Regions from separate parts of the Mus musculus genome. Here region 2 is linked to region 1. The links are chromatin contacts, called in public Hi-C maps. All regions are on one chromosome and are shown on one strand. Each heading gives the region's core, a stretch centred on a gene start, on an enhancer-like site or on the middle of the called end of the contact. The rest is flanking DNA. Distances are from core to core; before and after follow the strand shown.

Region 1 (4,099 bases), core at 1,096-3,595:
GCAGAGAGCTCTCAGAGGGTGCAGGCCAGGAAACTCTTGGTGTGTGTATGACTCGTTGCCTATTCTGTCTTGTGGTCTTCCATTTCTTAGGCATCGTCTTTGGTGACCTGTAGATGTTGCAATTGCATGATTTCCACACTGGAGTGGGATTTTCTTTTTTTCCCACCTGTGTTCCATAGCAAGCCTTGACTCCCGGGGGAAGGAGCTGTGTCCTTATATGGTTGGGGTTCCTGTTCTCCTGTCAAGGACTTCGAGTGAAGCAGATGCTCAGTCCAACCTCGGGGTGTGGGGAGGGTGACTTAATGGAAAGAGCAAACCAATCCAAAGGACAAGAGGATAATGAGATTTCTAAAAGGTCTGAGTTTAAAAATAGGTAAGAAAAGCCCTGCTTCCTTCCAGACTTCCCTTTAAGGATCTTCCATCTATAAAATTCTGCAGTTCTGCCCCAGCGCCGTGAAAGGGTTCTTTTTGACAGGTTGAAGAAGAGCCTGGTTCATCCTCAGGATTATCCTTCTGGTCCCACATCAGCCTCAGAGATGGGAATTCGGAAGAGATTCACTGGCTTGCCTCTTCCTTGGTCTGTCCATGGAGCAGCCTATGTGGGGACAATGCCCTGTTTGGTAAACTGAGGCTCATATTACTACCACCAAGGATTTTCCCCACTTGACGTGTGGACCTTCACCTTGGGGTGCTGCAGAGCAGGTCAGCTTCGGACCTGGGCAAACTGGTACCCCAGTGGGACCATCACTGGCCACGTAAGGACATAGCTTTCAGCACCAGGAAAGGAAGACAGAGAGAGAGAGAGAGAGAGAGAGAGAGAGAGAGAGAGAGAGAGAGAGAGAGAGAGAGAGAGAATGTGGGAATCATTCAGCAAATGCTGGGAAATGCACTATTATGTCATTGAAGTTTTAACAAAATTATCTCCAAATAGCCCAGTGCCTTTTGGCTTGTGTTAGTGGAGCTATGCAAATCTGATTTGGGGCAAGTGACTTTAAGTGTGTTCTTAAAGATAAGACTCTGCAGAATCTCTTGTGCTGTTTCCCGGCACTGGGGACAGTCTTTAGAACAAAATGTCTGCCCTTGGCCTTGGCTGACCACCATCTCAGTCAGCATTGTTTTCTACGGGCAGTGAAGCAAGCTGTGGATTCTGAAGGGATCTGACAAGTGGGGAACTATACCATAGTTCTCTCAAGGCCTGAGGAGCCCATTTAATGGCTTTGGTCCCTTAGTTCCTTTGTTTGCAAAGCATCAGCCTTAACAAATAGCAGGCCCTTGAGAAGCAAGAACTGGGTGGTGGTGGTTGCTGATGCTGTTGCTGATGCTGTTGTTGTTGTTGTTGTTGTTGTTGTTGTTGTTGTTATTGTTCTCCTTCTCCTCCTCCTCCTCTTCCTCCTCCTCTTCCTCCTCTTCCTCCTCCTCTTCCTCTTCTTCTTCCTCCTTCTTCTTTTAAATTACATTATTTATATCTTGTGTGTGTATGTGTACATACATATGATCATGCAGTCACAGAACAACTTGCAGGTGTCTATTTCTCCCACTGTGTGTTCCTGAGATCCAGATGGTTAGACTTGGTCACAAGCCCCATTAAGCACTAAACCATCTTGCTGGTCCTTTGTTGTTGTTGTTGTTGTTGTTGTTGTTATCTTTCATGTTCAAGTCCTTTTTCCTGACTTGACATGATGACAGGATCAGAAGATTTCATGGCCCTTTGTTGGGATGTTCAGTGAACATTAAGATGCAGGGTGTGTCTGTCAGCTTTGCATTACTATAACAAAGTACCTAAAGCAGGCTAGTTATAAAATAGCAAAGGTTTAAACTGTCCATATGGTGGAGACTCTAGAGCCCAGCCCCTCTCTTCTTTCACTCATTACATGAAGATCTAAGGGCTCTGGTGATACCGGATGCCACAGCAAGTGGCCATATACCAAGCTAGAAAACAGAGAAAGAGGTGGCACCAAACTCCCCGGCCTTTATAGCAATCCTCTCCCACACTATTAAGGAGCCCATAAGAACTACTTGCTAATGGCTTATCCCCTAAGGATGACTCCCCATGGAGAAAGAACAGACCACTGGAACCACTGTAATGAAAGAGGCATGAGCCTCAGGTCCCTGTTGTCCCCACTAGGACACAGCTCTTCTTGAGTTACTTGAAGGAATTAATTCTGTCAAGTGGCCCTTCACAATCAAACCCACCTTTCTAGACTTGTTGTCAGATTCATCCAGGGCACCCATTTGTCTTTAAGTGGCATCCACCAGGGCTTTCTCCAATAAACAATCATGTTCAGTGACTCAGTGCGTAGGAAGGGCGGTAGGAACAGGACAGCAGGGAAGTCATCAGGGGGCTGAGGTCTGGGAAGGAGAAGTCCAGTTCTCAGCAGACCCCATGGCCTCCCAGAGGCCAGACCCAGGCACTAACCCCATTCAGCATTTCCCGAGTTCGGTGCACTCAGGAATTGCAGATTTCTTGAGTTTCATTTCTTTTTTTCTGAAATAACTTCACTTTCTTTTTATGATCAAAAAAAAAAAAAAATCCTCAAGCACCATTTCTTTAAAAATAGGAATTACAGAGAAAACCCGCTTCCTGAAGCCTCTTCCTGCGTGTGTTCTTACCTTCTAAACGTCATTTGAAGCCAGGAGAGCCCAGGGCTTTATTTGAAAGATGGGGGGAAGGCGGCAGCAGGCAGGATCTGACCTTGGCCCCTAGTTTTTCTTCTCCATGGCCACATTTTCTCCTCATTCAACTCAGCAGAACTTACACTGCAATATGTGGTCTTTCACATGACATAGGATGCCTGTGGAGGCTCCCAGGGATGGAGTGACAACTCCTGTCTCCAAGGACACTGCTTCCTAGTGGAGAGGAACATGAGAGATTGATGAAAGAAATCCCAATGTAATGTGAAAAACCGGCATCCTGTGCAGTGCCGTGGGCACTCAGGATGGAGTGACCAACAGGGACCAGGGATAGGAGCGAAAGAGAAAGTCGCAAAGAGAAGACCATGTTTAATTTGGTGTTTGCTGTTGTCATAGGTGTTTCAAGGGACCTGGCTCCCAATTTTGGCAGACCTTAAAAGATCCCTATCCCCCAACACCCCCTTCCCACTCTCCATATCTTCTGCTTTGACAAATGGCTCCTCTCTCCTGCCTCCATTCATTCGGTTGAAAAGTGGCACTTGTCGTAAATACCTTGTAGGAAATGCTTGAGGAGTAAATGGGAGGGAGCAGACAAGTGCTGGTCATTACCACTGTCAGGTGGAGGAAACAGAGAGCTCATGATTACTGTGTCGTTGTCGTTGTTGTTTGGTTTTGATTTTGATTTGCCATGGAGCCTCACTTTGTAGCCCAGACTGGTTTTGAACTTGTTGTCTTCCTGCCTTGGTCTCAGAGATGCTGAGATTCCAGGCTTCTGCTGAAATCATCACTTATTAACAGTATATTGTGAACCCCAACTTTTATCCTCCCTCAGAGTACAAATTATTCCCCGTGAAAGATGGGTGATGGATGGTGTTCCGGGCAGTAGTGAACGAAGATTCGCCCACAGGTACTTAATACCCTCTGACTTCTCAAGAGATGATGAGATAGGAAAGGAGCTAGCAAGAGGTTGAGGTTAGGGTGTAAATGTTAGCTTGGAGACCTGTTATGAGCCTTGTTTGCTATGGAAGTGAGCATCTGCGCTCTGGGGTAGTGGTGATGCGTACAATTACAGACACAAATCGGGGATGATTTAGCCAACTATGTACCTCAAAAGGCTCCCTCAAGGAGTTTACTACACAGTGGGGGGAAGGGCAGGATGATGGACAGAGTCCCAGCAGGATTTACACCTTCATCTTCAGATCAAAGTGGTTTGACATCCAGGTAGAGTGACCTCTGCTCACTTCGGGGGCGCGGTGGGGGGAGGGGGAGGGATGTGTGTGGGGTGGGAAACGCCCTCATTAGACCACACAGTCTGTGAGGTCAGGTCTTCAAGTGCATTTTCACAGTGTCCTTGGCCACAGGCATGGCACAGAGAAGATCCTCTGTAAGTATTCTGTAAGTGACCCCTGGGCTGAGGTTCATCTACCTGTTGTCAGACCCTGGGGTACCTGTTAGTGGAGGAAGTCAG
Region 2 (3,963 bases), core at 240-2,739, 390 kb before region 1:
GTCAAATTTTAAATCATTTTATATTTCTTATCCTGTAAGAATTGATTGGAATTGTTCCTTTGTTAGTGTTTTTAAATCTTCCTGCTGAGAGCACAGGGGCTGTGGCTCTCAACTTTGAATATTCAAGGATTTTCTCTGAGTATTTCAGGGGTTAAACCTTCAGATACTTCTTCCACACTCAAAATTTATTTCTATGTATATGAGTGTTTTGTCTGCATGTCTGTCTGTACACCATGTACATGCCTGGTGCCTGCAGAGATCGGAAGATGTCAGATAACCCGGAACCGGAGTTAAGAATAGTTGTGAGCTGCCATATGGTTGCTGGGAACTGAACTCAGGTCCTCTGGAAGAGCAGCTAGTGCCCTTAACCACTGAGCATGTCCCTCCTCCCCAGCTTCGCATGGTTTCATGGTGCACATTTGCATTGTCTCTTATTTTTTGGTTTTGGTTTTGGTTTTTCGAGACAGGGATTCTCTGTGTAGCCCTGGCTGTCCTGGAACTCACTCTGTAGACCAGGCTGTCCTCGAACTCAGAAATCGCCTGCCTCTGCCTCCGGAGTGCTGGGATTAAAGGCGTGCGCCACCACCGCCCGGGGTATCTTCTCTTTCTTTTGAGCATCCTTTAGCTTTTATTAGGGAAGGGTGTCCGGCAGCTTTCCCCTTCAGTATCTGAAGTCCCCTGCAGTGCTGCCATTCTCTCACCTGCCCTGTGCTGCTCTTGAATGTTCTCTTTGACCTTTGAGAATTTGACTCTGTCCAGACTTTTGATCTTCCCATCTTTTTACATTTCTTGGGTTTATAGAGTTTTCTGTTATTCCTTTGGATAAACTTTGCACTTTTTGTCATTCTCTAGTTTTCTTCTGGACACCTTTGGATGGTATCTCCTAAAATGCTGACATTTTCTTTCTTCCTTCTCACTCATTTTCGTTTTCTTCTTTATTTTCAAGCAGCCTATCTTTAAAGCTCACTATTCTTTACTCTGGTTGATCAGTTCTGTGGTTTATGTCATCTACTTCAATTTTCACTGGTTTTTTTCCTTATATTTTTTGTTATCTGGAAGGATAATTGATGGAAATAAAGATTCTTATTCCACCTTTCATCTTGACTTTTTTCTTCCCTCCCTCCCTCCCTCCCTTCCTAACTTTGAGAGGTTCTCAAAGTTATATATGCAGTCTTGGTGAGTGTAGAACTCGTTGTATACTCCATACTTGAATTCGAGAACCTACTGCTGATGCCTGCTAAGTGCTGGAATTAAAGCTGTGCGCCATCATTCCTGACTCAGAGTTCTGTCCATTTTGATGGGGGAAATATCCTACATCTAATTACTCAGGAAATAGCCTGCCTATCCAGTCTTTGCAGCTGATCTATTGCAAACAGTGGGTTGTATGGTATAGAGGTTGAAAGTTAGAAAGTCAGTGTTAAGAAATGTATGAATTCTGTGCTTCTGACCCATCTCCTCCCCAGAAGGCTGGGTTAACTAACATGTTAGGTTTAAGGATTCTTCACCAGGTCCTTTGCCTAACTCGGCAGTCATCTCTGGGAACTCTATTAAGTCTCACCACTAGGGGGAGGTGTTCACAATAGAAAGATTTTTTTTTATAGTTTTTTTTTTTTTTTAAAGGCGTCTTTATCCTTTTTTTTCTCTTTGACTCCAATAGGCTCCCCTGATTAAGAATCACCCATTATGACATTGCCATGTTTCTGCCTTGATGATAATGGACTGAATTTCTGAACATATAACCCACCCCAATTAAATATTATCCTTATGAAAAGAAAAAATTACCCATTATGAATTTCTAAGGTCTGCCAACCTAGCAAAGACTCGAGGTGGTGGGAGTCAGGGTGATTGAGAAGCACAGAGGAAAAGAGAGGTGGGGTCTGGCTGACCTGAGAGCAGCAGCGCGAGCAGGGAGCCTTCCTGTGCAGGACCTCAGGCCGCTGATGTGCTGATGTTGAAAATGAAAGGGCACATTGATGTGTCGGTGGGAGGAAGGCATTAGGGCAAGTCACTGAGTGGCTGTGGGACCCTCATAGGGGATCAGTAGGCCATGAGGATAGGGGCTCTGCAGTAGCTGCTGGGAGGCAGGGTGTGGTTGGGACTGGGGAAACGTGCATCACACAAGTGGCCAGCATCTGAATATATTTTATAGATGAGTCCAGTAGGCATACATTACCAATATTCAGAGTTCCATCCTTCATTTCATCTCTACAAGACAGTACTGAATGAAGCAGGTTTGGTGTTCTTTAATTTAAAGATATCGAAGTGCAGAGAAGTTACTGCCTGAGATCACCTGGCTGCAGTGTGGGACCCGATCCAGAACTCCTGGACTCGGCCACTGCTGCCTTCCCTCCCAGAGGTTTCAGGAAGATGGCCTGCATTCCTGCTGTCACCTGCACATCCTGGTCAGCCTGGGCTTTCTAGATTACAGAATCGACAAGGAAAACATTGCAGATAGTCTTAGAAGACAGAGTTGATGGTGTGTGGGGCCCGAGCTGGAGTTCAGCGAGGGTAAAGCCTGGAGTCCTTTCCTGGACCACAGAAAGAGAACAGTGAAGAGTGCCTGCCAGAGAGACGGGGTGAAAACAGAGGAAGGAAGCAGAAATGAAGATGACCAGGAGAGTGAAGGAGGCTGGAAGGAGAGCCAAGAAAATGGGGACATACCACGTGTGTGGGGTGCTCAACATGCAGTATATACTTACATGAAAATTAAAAGTATATATTTTATCAAAGAGAAAAGTATATCTTCAGAGTACCAAAAAGAGAAATGAGTTTATGTATAACTCACTGAGTTTCCTTGGGTTGTGTCTTTGTTTTATTCAATAAGCATATATTTTAATGACTGTTTTTCAGAGAGAATTGAAGTACCTGTACTCAAAAGGAGGCGCGAGGTGCTGCCATTGAATATAACCACGCCAGAAGAAACAGAAGAAACAGCTGCTGCCAGTGCCACTGAGGATGGAGTTTCTAGACTCCCACCTCACAGGGAGGAGGAATCCTGTCTTAATAGCTTAAAAGATAACACTGTGCAGTGGAAACAGCCAGCCTCTTCATGTGTGCAGCCAGCCAGCCTCTCTCCTCATAAGAACCTGCATCTGGATACACAGCCGAAGAAGGAGAAGAAGTGTGTGAAGCTTGTGGATAGTCCGGCCAACATTGAGGTCTTACATGAACAAAGTGGGAATACCCCCAATTCTCCCAGGTCAGTGTCTTTCTGCCTGGCTGCCAGTAGCCTTCTCCATCATTCCTTTCTCACCGCCTGCATTGTGCCGTGTGGCTCTGTCTATGTTCCCAGCACTGTGTGCACTGGAGCCCTGCAGTCTGGGCACTGTGTGCACTGGAGCTCTGCAGTCTGGGCACTGTGTGCACTGGAGCGCTGCAGTCTGAGCACTGTGTGCACTGGAGCTCTGCAGTCTGAGCACTGTGTGCACTGGAGCCCTGCAGTCTGGGCACTGTGTGCACTGGAGCTCTGCAGTCTGAGCACTGTGTGCACTGGAGCTCTGCAGTCTGAGCACTGTGCACTGGAGCCCTGCAGTCTGAGCACTGTGCACTGGAGCTCTGCAGTCTGAGCACTGTGTGCACTGGAGCCCTGCAGTCTGAGCACTGTGTGCACTAGAGCTCTGCAGTCTGAGTACTGTGTGCACTGGAGCTCTGCAGTCTGGGCACTGTGTGCACTGGAGCTCTGCAGTCTGAGCACTGTGTGCACTGGAGCTCTGCAGTCTGAGTACTGTGTGCACTGGAGCTCTGCAGTCTGAGCACTGTGTGCACTGGAGCTCTGCAGTCTGAACACTGTGCACTGGAGCCCTGCAGTCTGGGCACTGTGTGCACTGGAGCTCTGCAGTCTGGGCACTGTGTGCACTGGAGTCCTGCAGTCTGAGCACTGTGTGCACTGGAGCCCTGCAGTCTGAGCACTGTGTGCACTGGAGCCCTGCAGTCTGAGCACTGTGTGCACTGGAGCCCTGCAGT

Evidence for each region. Hi-C and Micro-C count contacts between places; a contact is called where the count stands out from the background.
Region 2: a contact with region 1 is called in a Hi-C map of bone marrow-derived macrophages, with 21 read pairs. The contact joins two enhancer-like sites. A contact is called at or near these places in 8 of 484 Hi-C or Micro-C datasets (B cells, CD8 T cells, Th17 cells and 3 more), 3 of 115 datasets of contacts at active chromatin or transcription factors (bone marrow-derived macrophages, embryonic stem cells and regulatory T cells) and 3 of 9 other capture datasets (adipose tissue, bone marrow-derived macrophages and liver).

Annotation. Positions count from the first base shown.
Region 1 is chr11:34,425,692-34,429,790 of GRCm38.p6, reverse strand. The region is part of intron 27 of Dock2 (dedicator of cyto-kinesis 2); the gene reads left to right. Among named protein-coding and RNA genes, the nearest start is that of Gm29887, 79 kb to the left of the region's middle. Within about 2 kb of position 2,345, at least 8 of the 459 cell types and tissues checked have an H3K27ac peak or open chromatin away from gene starts, as enhancers often do. A contact at or near this core is called in bone marrow-derived macrophages, where this site is marked.
Region 2 is chr11:34,812,562-34,816,524 of GRCm38.p6, reverse strand. Spdl1 (spindle apparatus coiled-coil protein 1) reads left to right here. Exons shown (of 12, transcript NM_027411.2): 11 at 2,851-3,199. Among named protein-coding and RNA genes, the nearest start is that of Spdl1, 19 kb to the left of the region's middle. Within about 2 kb of position 1,489, at least 2 of the 459 cell types and tissues checked have an H3K27ac peak or open chromatin away from gene starts, as enhancers often do. A contact at or near this core is called in bone marrow-derived macrophages, where this site is marked.